Regions from separate parts of the Gossypium hirsutum genome. Here all the other regions are linked to region 2. A link is a contact called in public Hi-C data. All regions are on one chromosome and are shown on one strand. The core of a region is the stretch at or near the end of the contact, and the rest is flanking DNA. Distances in the headings are between cores, read along the strand shown. Region 1 holds the start of LOC107898482 (KS1 protein). Region 2 holds the start of LOC107899743 (UBP1-associated protein 2C). Region 3 holds the start of LOC107948388 (transcription termination factor MTEF18, mitochondrial). Region 4 holds the start of LOC121216156 (enoyl-[acyl-carrier-protein] reductase [NADH], chloroplastic).

What was found. A called contact is a pair of places that touch in the nucleus more often than the background predicts.
Region 1: a contact with region 2 is called in a Hi-C map of leaf, with 2.5 times the contacts expected there. The contact joins the promoter of LOC107898482 here to the promoter of LOC107899743 in region 2. A contact is called at or near these places in 7 of 34 Hi-C or Micro-C datasets (callus, hypocotyl, leaf and 1 more).
Region 3: a contact with region 2 is called in a Hi-C map of leaf, with 2.1 times the contacts expected there. The contact joins the promoter of LOC107948388 here to the promoter of LOC107899743 in region 2. A contact is called at or near these places in 4 of 34 Hi-C or Micro-C datasets (hypocotyl, leaf and petal).
Region 4: a Hi-C map of leaf shows a contact between it and region 2, with 3 times the contacts expected there. The contact joins the promoter of LOC121216156 here to the promoter of LOC107899743 in region 2. A contact is called at or near these places in 7 of 34 Hi-C or Micro-C datasets (hypocotyl, leaf and petal).

The regions. Positions count from the first base shown.
Region 1 is chrD04:25,233,261-25,235,960 of Gossypium_hirsutum_v2.1, reverse strand. LOC107898482 (KS1 protein) reads left to right here and starts at 1,401. Exons shown (of 2, transcript XM_016823939.2): 1 at 1,401-1,845; 2 at 2,676-2,700.
Region 2 is chrD04:25,688,086-25,690,785 of Gossypium_hirsutum_v2.1, reverse strand. It overlaps LOC107899743 (UBP1-associated protein 2C), which reads left to right and starts at 1,362. Exons shown (of 6, transcript XM_016825527.2): 1 at 1,362-1,670. The coding sequence starts at 1,543.
Region 3 is chrD04:25,417,799-25,420,656 of Gossypium_hirsutum_v2.1, reverse strand. LOC107948388 (transcription termination factor MTEF18, mitochondrial) reads left to right here and starts at 1,394. Exons shown (of 1, transcript XM_016882921.2): 1 at 1,394-2,858. The coding sequence starts at 1,672.
Region 4 is chrD04:25,179,979-25,182,678 of Gossypium_hirsutum_v2.1, reverse strand. It overlaps LOC121216156 (enoyl-[acyl-carrier-protein] reductase [NADH], chloroplastic), which reads right to left and starts at 1,308. Exons shown (of 13, transcript XM_041091485.1): 1 at 1,095-1,308; 2 at 349-671; 3 at 30-139. The coding sequence starts at 625.

The DNA.
Region 1 (2,700 bases), core at 152-2,651, 450 kb after region 2:
GGACGTTAGAACGTCCGGAGGCAGTCATGTTTCCAAATATTCAGAGCGAAAACTACCGTTGCAAGTTCCAAACCATGAGTAGGATAATTCTTTTCATGTGACTTAAGTTGTCGAGAAGCATAAGCAATCACTTTCCCCTCTTGCATTAATGCATAACCTAAATCGTTGAGTGATGTGTCGTTAAACACAACAAAAGTATATTCTTATTGCTAGAGAGAGAATAGCTCAATAAATATGAAATGCTAGATTAATTATATAAATTATATAGTATGTTTATTTTTCTTGTTAATTTATTAATAATTATATTTTATGATATATTTTTAAACTCACATATTACATACGATGATTTTATTTTAGTTTTTAAAAGGATCTATTGAAGCGAATCAAATGACAAATAATTAATATATTAAATTTTAGAAAAATTTATATATTAATTTTTCTAGAAATTAATATATATAATTTTTTCTAGAAATTAATATATTTTGAAATTTATTATGATATAGTTGTGGAATTATAAGAAATGTAATTAGTGTTTGTATATTTTAACTATCAAAATCCTAAATAAATAAAAGGGAGAGTGAGGCTAATCAAATTTCTAATCTAAAAACAGTGACACTACCTCTAAACTAGAGGTGTTCATGGGTCGGGCCGGGCCGGGTTCGAGTCGGGCCCATAAAAAAATTTTGGCCCGAGTCCTAGGCCTAGGCTCGGCCCGAAATATGGGCCTGAAATTTTGTCCAGGCCTAGCCTGCCCATTTTTTAAATAAACACCAAAAAAATTTTTAGAAAATTAAAAAAAAAAGTATTTTAAAAATATTTTAAAAATAAAAAAATATTTTTAAATATTTTTAAAAATAAAATATATATATTTATTATATTCGGGCCGGGCCGGGTCAGGCCCGAGCTAAAAAAGTGGTGTTCGAGGCCCGGCCCGTTTTCTAAACGAGCTTCATTTTTTTGCCCAAACTCATATTTCGGGTCTATATTTTTATCCAAACCCTTTCATATTTCGGGTGGGCCGTCGGGCCGGGCCGAACCGCCCAGCCCATGAACACCTCTACTCTAAACTAAGATAACGCGCCTTTGCGTTTTCCTTTGAAATTCACTCACGCTCCTATGGCGCGTATGATTTAAACCAAGTCTCAGTTCACAGAATCTGTAACCATCTATGGAAAAATCCTGTGTACAAACACTTATATAGATATATTTGTCTGTCATGCAATAATCACCGTACACATTTCCGTCAAAGCCACCCAAAACCAGCAGTCAAATTTTTAGATGAATTGATGATCATCCCACATTGTTGTTTGACAGTGAGCAAAGTGTGTGTTACTTCTTTCTATTTTGGTTTTTACTCTACAAAATAAATACCTTTATCTATTTTAATTTTTGTTTGTACATCAAATGTTCAATATCAATGCTATAACTTGAAGTTGAAGTTGAACCCTTGTTTTTAACACTTATCTCTTCTTTTACCACTGACCATTTCTTCTTCCTACCAAATTTTTTTCTAATAATCTTCTCTTTCTCAACCTTGCCTTAGCTCTGTTAAAAGACTCACTGTGCTTTTTGATGATGTTTCCTTTTAACTTAAACTATATTCTCTGATCTGCGTTTTCTTTTATTTCTCATTTAGATCATTGTTTTCGAGGGGCGGGGGCCGGGGGGGGGGGGAAGCTTATCTTGTTCTTTGTTGGCTTCATTCTCGTAAAACCATTGAGAGGAACACGTGGTCCATTTTCTTCTTTCTTCTTGGGGTTTTAGCAACTTCCTTGACTTTCATTATGAGATTCTGAAAAATGGGATTTTGTGTCAAAGATGCAGAATATTGGTGTGTGTTTTAAGGTTAGTTTCATCTTTCTTGTTTCATTTAAAAAAAACACACACAATGGAGTTCTCTCTTGAAAAAGTAGTTAAAAAGCTATTATGTAAAATGTTTGTTTACGGTGTATTGGTTTATAAGAAGTTAATGCTGTGTTTGGTGACGTAATTATTAGGGATGAAGAATATATATTTATACTGAAACACAGATTTAATATCTTATAGTCTACCTACTTTACCTGAAGTTAATAAACGAGAGATGATGTTCTTCTCATGTAGGAAGGTAAATAAAACAAAAGATTTAGAATCCATGGCTTTTGTATTGATTTGGGTTTCCTCTATTGTTAGCGTGATTACACTTATTTGAAGATTGCTCGGATTTGTAGTTTATAGATGTTTAGATTTGGGGGCTGTTCTTGTGCAGTTTTTAGGTTTGAAATTAGGTTTATTTGTGTTGAATCTTTTTTTTCTTTTCCAATCCAATGACTAATCCTTTTTGAGAGCAGTTTGGTTGAGTTTTTTATCCTTTCAATTTAGTCCCAGAAAATATAGGAAAAGAGGTGGAATTATAACAATAAAATCCATTTCTTATTCATTAAAAAAATGGTAAAAGCAGTTGGATGAACCATATAGGAATTTCTGTGGAGGTTCAGGTGTGTTTTACCTTTGTTTCTTAGAAAAGGGAACATTAAATTAACTGATGGTACACAAAATCATATTGTGACTTTCTGAAATGGAGTGTGCTATTTCCTGTTTCTCTCTCACTTAATAATCTCTGTTTTTCTTGTGTTCATTGATCATTTGTTATTGGAAGTGGATTCTTTTGGACTGAATATATTTCTTTGTGTTTGTAGGAACCTACTTCAGTTGTTTGAGATT
Region 2 (2,700 bases), core at 113-2,612:
TATCCAAAAAGCTTGAACTCTTGCTGCGTAACGAATGTCACCTAGCCCCCTGGTTATACTCGAACCTGTGACCACATCACGACCGGTGATTAGGTCTCCACCTAGACTTCGACCCTTGATTGTATTAAGTATTATTACCCTAAAACCTAATTTCCCCACGATGGGTTTCTAAGGATGGTCCTATCCTGCCATGACATATAAAATGTATGTGTGCTGATACGCGTTATCATATCCCCGACCCCTCAAAACTACCTAAGAACTCTTTCTGTTTCAGTCAAAAACCTTAAACCCTAAAAAAACACAAAATCCCAATCCTAAAAAAATAAAAGCCCTAACACTGGAGAGAAAAAGGAAATGCGCGTCCAACTGGGCGTACTTTCCTGCTATATGTGCAGAAAGCGTGTTCAGTTGGACACGCTTTCACTTTCTCTATCCTAAAAACGACCTATTTCCCTAATTAGATTTTAAATCAGCCTAAAGACTTAATTAAAAAGTTTAGCCTATTAAACTAATTTAGTTTAATTTAAAAGACACTGAGAGGGTAAAAATCAAACCTCTTAATTTTTTTTTTGTGGTTAGGATTGTTTTTGGTCTCAAATTTTTTCAAAATATATTCCATCACCACACATATTAATATGCTCTCATATTTTAATATATTCATGGGTAAAATATCTAAAATATAAAATTATCATTTGTCTTTCATCTCAAAATCTCATTGGATAAAATTCAAAATTTTAAAAATTATTTATTTATCTAATTAATTACTCTAAAAATACTTGATTATCAATAATTTATATCAATAATATTTTATATAAAAACACTATTAATAAATAACTATAATTATTATTTATAGAATAATATTTTATAATATTTATTTACAAGAAATGTGAAAATAAAATTTTATCTACAGCTAAATCACTTTTGATATTATTATATAATAATTAATTAAATTACATTTGATATTATTTTAATTTATCTAATTATAATTAATAAATTAATAGTACTTTTGTTATTATCACATCATAATTAGAAATAATTAATAAATTGCCAATTTAGTAATAAATAGATAATAAATGGCATTTTCATTAGTTAAAAGTTTTTTTCAAACCGTGCTAGATTATAAATTATATTATACTTAATATATATAATAAATTAAGTAATTGGTAAAATGTTACTTTTATTTGAAACATAAAATAATCATGTAAAAATTATAAGAATGTAAGCTGTTAATAGGTAAACAAGAATGACTTCACCTGGTGACCCTAGGCTAGAACTCCCGCCCCAGATTGGACAAATTGATTGTTCCACGCCCACCCTCATACAATAAGTCCATCTCAAATACTTTGGGCTTTAATTGTAAGAACCAGAAACTGTAAGGCGGATATTGTAACAGTGTTTACAAACAACAAGGTTTCATTTCATATCTTAATATTACCCAAAACAAGACAATTCCATCCTTAACCTAAAAACCCTCGTAAACTCGTGAACAAAACAGCCCATTTTTGCAGACAGAAACAAAGCCGAGAAAGGAAAGCAAAATAAATGGAGGATTTGAAGAAGAGAAAGATGGAAGAGATGGGAAACAACGACCAGTTATCAACTCAAGAAGAGCTACGTTCTTTGCTTGACCCTCTTGCTAAATCCCAGCTCGTCGATCTTCTTTCTAGACTGTATGTTTATGCCTTTCCCTTATTTTCTCAATTTCTTTTATTTTCTTATAAAAAACCGATGTAAAATTTCAATGATAGTGAATGAGGATTTCTGGGTTTTCTTTCCTTGTCTGTTTTGGGTTTTTTGAGAGTTGGTTTGGTCAAATTTAAGGTTTTGGTGAATTAGTTGCATTTTAATGGTTTTTCAAGTTTGTTTTCAAGTTATAAAAGTCCATCAAGTAAAGCTATACCAGCTGTTGAAGTAAATTTATTTATTTTATACTTCGAAAATGTGAACAGCAATACTTCATAGCTGCTTGGCCAGTTCTGAATTTTGGGGGGCTAAGGTCGGGGCGCGGGGGGCTGTGGTTAATTCTAGGGGAATTTCTTTTATATTTTTCTTAATGTTTCTGGAAGTTTTTAGCTTAAGTTTAAGATTAGTTGTTAAACTTGAACTTCTTGACCTTGTTAGCATTGTAGTTATTATAATTACTGCTCTAATGAGCTTGACCTTGTAAAATTTTAAAACGTCCAATTTTGGTTTTGATCAATTTATGGATAGCTAAAATACTTGTTTGTTTATGCTAGATTCGCCGAAGCATAGGATCTTTTAGGTATATTTATAAAGAATATTTTTTTGAGTATTTTTACATCTGCTTTATGCATTTTCCTTCCCATAATGGGCCATTTTTGCATGCTTCAGTTTGACACTTAATTCTAGGATGTTTCTGTATTGGCCTTTGGAATTAAAAGCCTTCTTATTGTTATACTTTTTCCTGAGGTTTAGTTCCTATTTTAGATGCACTTAGTTAAGGATATGGCTTTTTTAAGAACATTACCTCATTTTTCTGCTGTAAGGGTCTTGATATGTTCTTTTTACATCTGGAATCATAATAGATGTTAGACCAAATTTTTAGTGCAACTATCATTTATTCTTCCAGAAGTTCTATATAGGAGAGACATGAGTGAAACATACTCTATATGTCCGAAAAACAGTGTTACACCTTCTTTGTATGCTCTTGAAGAGAGTACATTAATCGCGAGTGAAGTG
Region 3 (2,858 bases), core at 145-2,644, 270 kb after region 2:
AAAGGTGATCCTCATCATAGTAATGCATGTTCCATGTCACTTTCATACCAAATAATCATTCTTAGTTCCTTTTTCTTTTTTGGTCAAATTTATGCTTTTGTCCTCATTTAAAAAAAAATGTTCATTTTCACTGAATTCTCACTTTCACAATCCTCTATGTTGATTTCCTTCTCAAATATCAAATTAATTCCATACCAGTACTCAATAACTAACTCATTTCCAAATTTTTTAATAATTCATTGTATTCATTCTTAGACCAGTACCATTTTTTGTACTAAGAATTTTGGGGTGTTATATTAACATTATCCCTAAATTTTTATAGAAGGATTAATTTGGTTTAAATAAGTCAAATTCTTTTTTAAGTTTAAAATTTAATCCTGTACTTTAATTTTAAGACATTGGGTCCCTGCACTTTTTTTATTTAAAAATCTTGGTCCTTTTGTTTAATTTTACATTTAGTGATTGTTAAAAAACAAGCTAAGTCCGACCAACCTAAGGTTAAAAAAATATAAGCCTAAGTCCATCCCAAAACGAGTTAGGTCGGTTGGGCTAACTGAGTTACATAACCCATGCATTATTTTTTATAATTAAATATTGGTATAAATATTACATTATTTAAACATTAAAACGAGCCTAGGTCGGTCATCCCAAGGTTAAAAAATATAAGCCTAAGACATCTCATAACGAGTTGAGCTGATCGGGTTGATGGGGTTACATGACCCATGAACACCTCTTATTACCACTCAAAGAGCAAATAACACACATATATATTTGAATTTTGGCAATGTTTTTGGAACCAAAGTGGTGATCAAACTAGTTAGACGAATGGATTCTAAACTTGAACAGTCCTATCAGTTCAAAACAAATAAATTATTAAAAATAAAAAATAAAAAATATTAAATAATTATAAAAGTCAGGTTAACAAGTTTTTAGCCCAATTCAAATAGTTTGTACAGTTCACAAATCAATCAATTTTTTTACCTATCACGGATCGATACCTAGCCGATTCCTATTCCAACTAATTCGACATGTTAGTCCAATCCAATTTAGACAACATTAAATTTTAGAATTTTTATATATTTAAAATGATTTTTTTATTTTTGAATTTTAAATAATTTTTTCATAATTTTAGATTTTTTTAAAAATATTTCTATTTTAATTTTTTTATTTTTATTTAAAATATGAAAAAGATTAATTTTTAATTTTTTTATTTACTTTTAAAGGTAAAGGCTAGATTGAAAAAAAAATAAAAATAATTATTGATATTAAAAATATTATTTTACTTTGTTTATAACAACCAGTAAAATTATACGAAACCAAAATTTTTAAATAGCAAAAAGGTAAAGTATTTCTAAAGTTCAAAAGGGTATATATAAAATAATCAAATCTAATGTATTTCCGTTGTTTAGCGTAAACCCGCGTCAGTTCAACCAAAAACCCTCTGGCGAGTCTGAAATTAAGACCGTAAACCTTATTGCAACTGCCTTCTGGGCTGCCTGCCTACCTCTACATCAGTTGAAGAGGAAATGAACAAACAAAATAGCTGACAATGCACCCACACTTGCCAAATCCCAGGTAATACGCCATAACTGAACCATATCTGCTTTAAAACCTATCCTTTGTCTGCTCTCTTTGCCTATTGATAAGTTGGCTTCATATTTGATCAAACTAATGATGACCCATTTTCAAAAACTTGGGAATCCATCTATTCTCAAATGGGTATCGTCTTATTTTGTTGAAAACCAGCAAAAAATGGGTTCATTTCACGTCCCACAAAGCCAAAACCCTAGACTTTATACCACAAAAAGATCAGTTTTGAGTCAACAGTGTTATGGGGAAGACGGCGTGCGAATCCCCCGTGCCACATTGAAAGAGGCTCAAACCGCGTTGTTGGAGTATTTGCATTCTACTAGGAGTATTCAGTTTGTAGATGCAGAGAATATGAGCAAAAACTCACCCCATTTCTTAAGAAAGCTTTTGAAGAAGGTTGAAATTGTGAAAGATGTTAGAAGGTCTATGTCGCGGTTTTTGCGTTACCATCCCATTAATGAATTTGAACCTTTCTTTGAGAGTTTGGGACTGAAACCTTGTGAGTATACCCCTTTACTTCCTAGGGATTTGATGTTTCTCAGTGATGATTGTTTGTTGCTAGAGAATTATAGGGTCTTGTGCGAGTTCGGGGTTGAACGAAATAAGATTGGTCAGATATATAAGAAAGCAGTTCAAGTGTTTCAGCATGATTTTGGAGTTTTGCTATTGAAGCTTCAAGCTTATCAAAAACTAGGGCTTAGTCAGTCTTTTATTGCGAAGATTATTGTTTATAGTCCTCATGTTTTGACTGGGGATATAGATATTAAATTTATTAAGGTATTAGAGATTTTGAACGGTTTGGGATTTGATTATGCGTGGATTAAGGAGCATTTGTCGGAGAAGGAGTTCTACAATTGGAGTATGATATTTCGAGTTTTGAAATTCTTTAGGGAGATGGGTTGTAGCGGTGAGTTAGGTGGGTTAATCAGCCAGCATCCACGGCTTTTGTTTGAGGGCTCCAGTGGCAGAGTGCTTTCGCTAATTGCATTCCTGTTGAAATTTGGACTCCGAATGGACAGGATATCCTCTATGTTTCTACAGTTTCCGGAAATCCAAGTTTCACATTTTGTTTCAAATATTATCAGATTTTTTCTGCTTTTTCAGGAGATTGAGATGGAAGTGGATGAGATTGGGAAAATTGTGTGTTCTTACCCCATATTACTTGGTTCATGCACATTGAAGAAAACAAGTAGTTTGCTTCATGACCTAAATGTTGGAAAAAAGCGGCTTTGTAAATACATACAAGAGAATCCCCAAGAATTGAGTAA
Region 4 (2,700 bases), core at 59-2,558, 510 kb after region 2:
TGACACATATGTTAAATAAAGATACATACAGGCACCCATGTTCCAACAAGAATTTCAGCTCCAGCAGCAGCAAGAGATTTTGCTATTGCCCAACCATATCCATTGTCATCAGCAACACCAGCTATAAATGCTCTTTTACCTGCAAACCAACACATCATATTAGATGTTCAACTGGTTTACGTCCATACTGCACAGACAAATTTCATGTCTTAAGAGCTTTTCAGTCATGTCAAGATTCAATAAACATGGTTAGCTGGTACAACATCATCATGTATTCTAATTTGTATTCAACATTATTTGAATTAACGCATAGAAGTTATAAGAGAGGGGGAAATAAGGATAGGTTACCTCTCAAATCAATAGGAAGTCCAGACAAAGGCTTGTTGTCACTTGGTTCAGACATGGCTCTTGTAACAAACTTTTCAAACTTGACAGGCTTTGAAGTGATCCTATGGAGGAACGGCTGCCTTGACGAGATGTGAGAGGCACTTGCAAGCCCTGACCATGATGCCTCTTTATGCTGAGCGATGATGTTCACCATGGTCGAGACAACAATTTTACGAGAAGAAGAAATACAAGGTTTAATGTTGGTCATGTAAGGGTCAGGAGCTGCTGCCGTTCCCATATTTTCTTCTTTTATCTTATTTGAATCACCCAAAGTCAATACAGTTCTACAAGATCAAGTGGAACAGTTAAATAATCAAGTGAAACACAAGGCATTATGGTTAACAGAAAGGCAACATTTTTAAGCAATATCATTAGCAAGAGTGTTAACTTTATAACATAAGAGACACCAACATCCCCTCTGTGGGAATGTAATAAGATGACAAGTTAAAAACTTTTTCTTAGTAAATAAATTGTCTCCAACACCCAAATCTCTGGTTTGGATTCTCATATAATGGCTTGGCCATTGTGTGGTGTAATGCTCTGACATGTAATAAATGGTTGGTTATTTTCATCAGATTTCTAAGGGACCAAATTAGAAGCAGAAGATTTCCATTAATGCTCAAATAAACATGTAAATGGAATGAAGGCATTAGTAAAGTTTGAATAACACTGAGCAAGAACTAACATGGAAAGATCTGAAAACTCACCGAAGCAAAGGAGGAGGAAGATTGGGTTATGAACGTGGGGATTGTACAGAAAGAGCAGTGAGGTGATGAGAATATAAAGAAAAGAGGAGGGGAGTGGGGTTATGTTTTGGGGGTTTCGATGAAACCGAAGTGGTTGATGGAGTTTTGGTTTCCAACAGTTGGGAAGCAACGACGGGATCTTTGGAAATGTCGACCTCAGTTTGGTTTTGGCTCCTACTCAAATTACTATTATGCCCTTCTTTCTCTTTTTGTTGGCTGTGAATAGATTGGACTCTTGACTCATTGATTTGACTTGCTGTCAAAAATAGCCTTATGGCCCGAATTTTACTTTTTTTAATATAATATTTGGATCTTTATTCATAAAAACAAGCCCAAAATAATAAACTGGGTTGTTTACAAAAAGTCAAATATCAAAACAGCCCAAAAAATAGAATTAGGATCCAGATTGCAAAACGGGGAAACTTTAGAGACATCTTCTATCCCAGTTGTTATCCATTAATCAACCCCTCTCCTGAAAAGCAACAAAAAAGGCATGGGAAACCAAAAAAAAATCTCATCATTGTGCTCCATTAACTTTAATCAGAAACAATAACCCTCTTCAATGCATCTCTCAATACTTGTATCTGTCTGTCCAGTCAAGTCCATCTTTATTCTCTCCTGCAACACTCCTGTCTCTTCACTCCTTCATGGCTTCCGTCCATCTTCGATCAGCATCCACCGCTCCGTATGCATCAGATAAGTTGTCTCCCTCTTTTTGATTCATTCTGTAGCTATGATATGGGCAACCATGTTAGATTCTCTATGGGTAAATCGAAAGACACAAGACCCAAAACCTAAACTTAGTTGCTTAGAATCTTTAATATAAGCTTCAATATCAGATCTTTCTTCTTCCTCAGCTTGCAGTTTACGGATCACCGAACGAGAATCTCCTTCCATCTCAGCCTCCCTCAGCCCGAGATTTAACCCTAGATTGAGTGCCTGAAGACACGCCATCGCTTCTGCTGCAAAAACAGACGTTATGTTCTCGTGCATGACTGTTCTTGAACAAATAACTTCTACTCTTTCGTTTTGAACCACTAACCCAGAGCAAGACTCATTCTTTTGCCTGTTAAATGCAGCATCGAAGTTGATTTTTACCATCAACCCATTCGGAGCTACCCATCTCTCCGTATGTATCCTTCTCACTGGTAGGTGTGTGTTCAACCCATCAAGTTCCTTAAGGTAGTTGATCACGAAATCTGCTATTTGAGAACCCGATTTCAGCTCTCCTTCATGAATGAATCTGTTTCTTCATGTCCATATCGCTCACATTGCACATGCTATCAACTTGCATTTAGCTACAGAATTTGAATCAAAAATGTTTTTAATCCATTCTTTGAATTCAGTGTTTGCATCTGCTATAGGCCAGGTAACATTTAACTTCTCCCATGTCTCCTTTATTGTAGAACACTCCCTAAACAAGTGTTCCCTCGTTTCTGCTCCAGTCTGACATCTTCAACAAGTGGTGGAACCCATCATTCTTCTAAAGGGTAGATTACTAAAAGTAAGCAAATAGTTACTGGAAAACATCTAGTTTGTAATTTTAATTTTTGGGGGTAGATCTAAA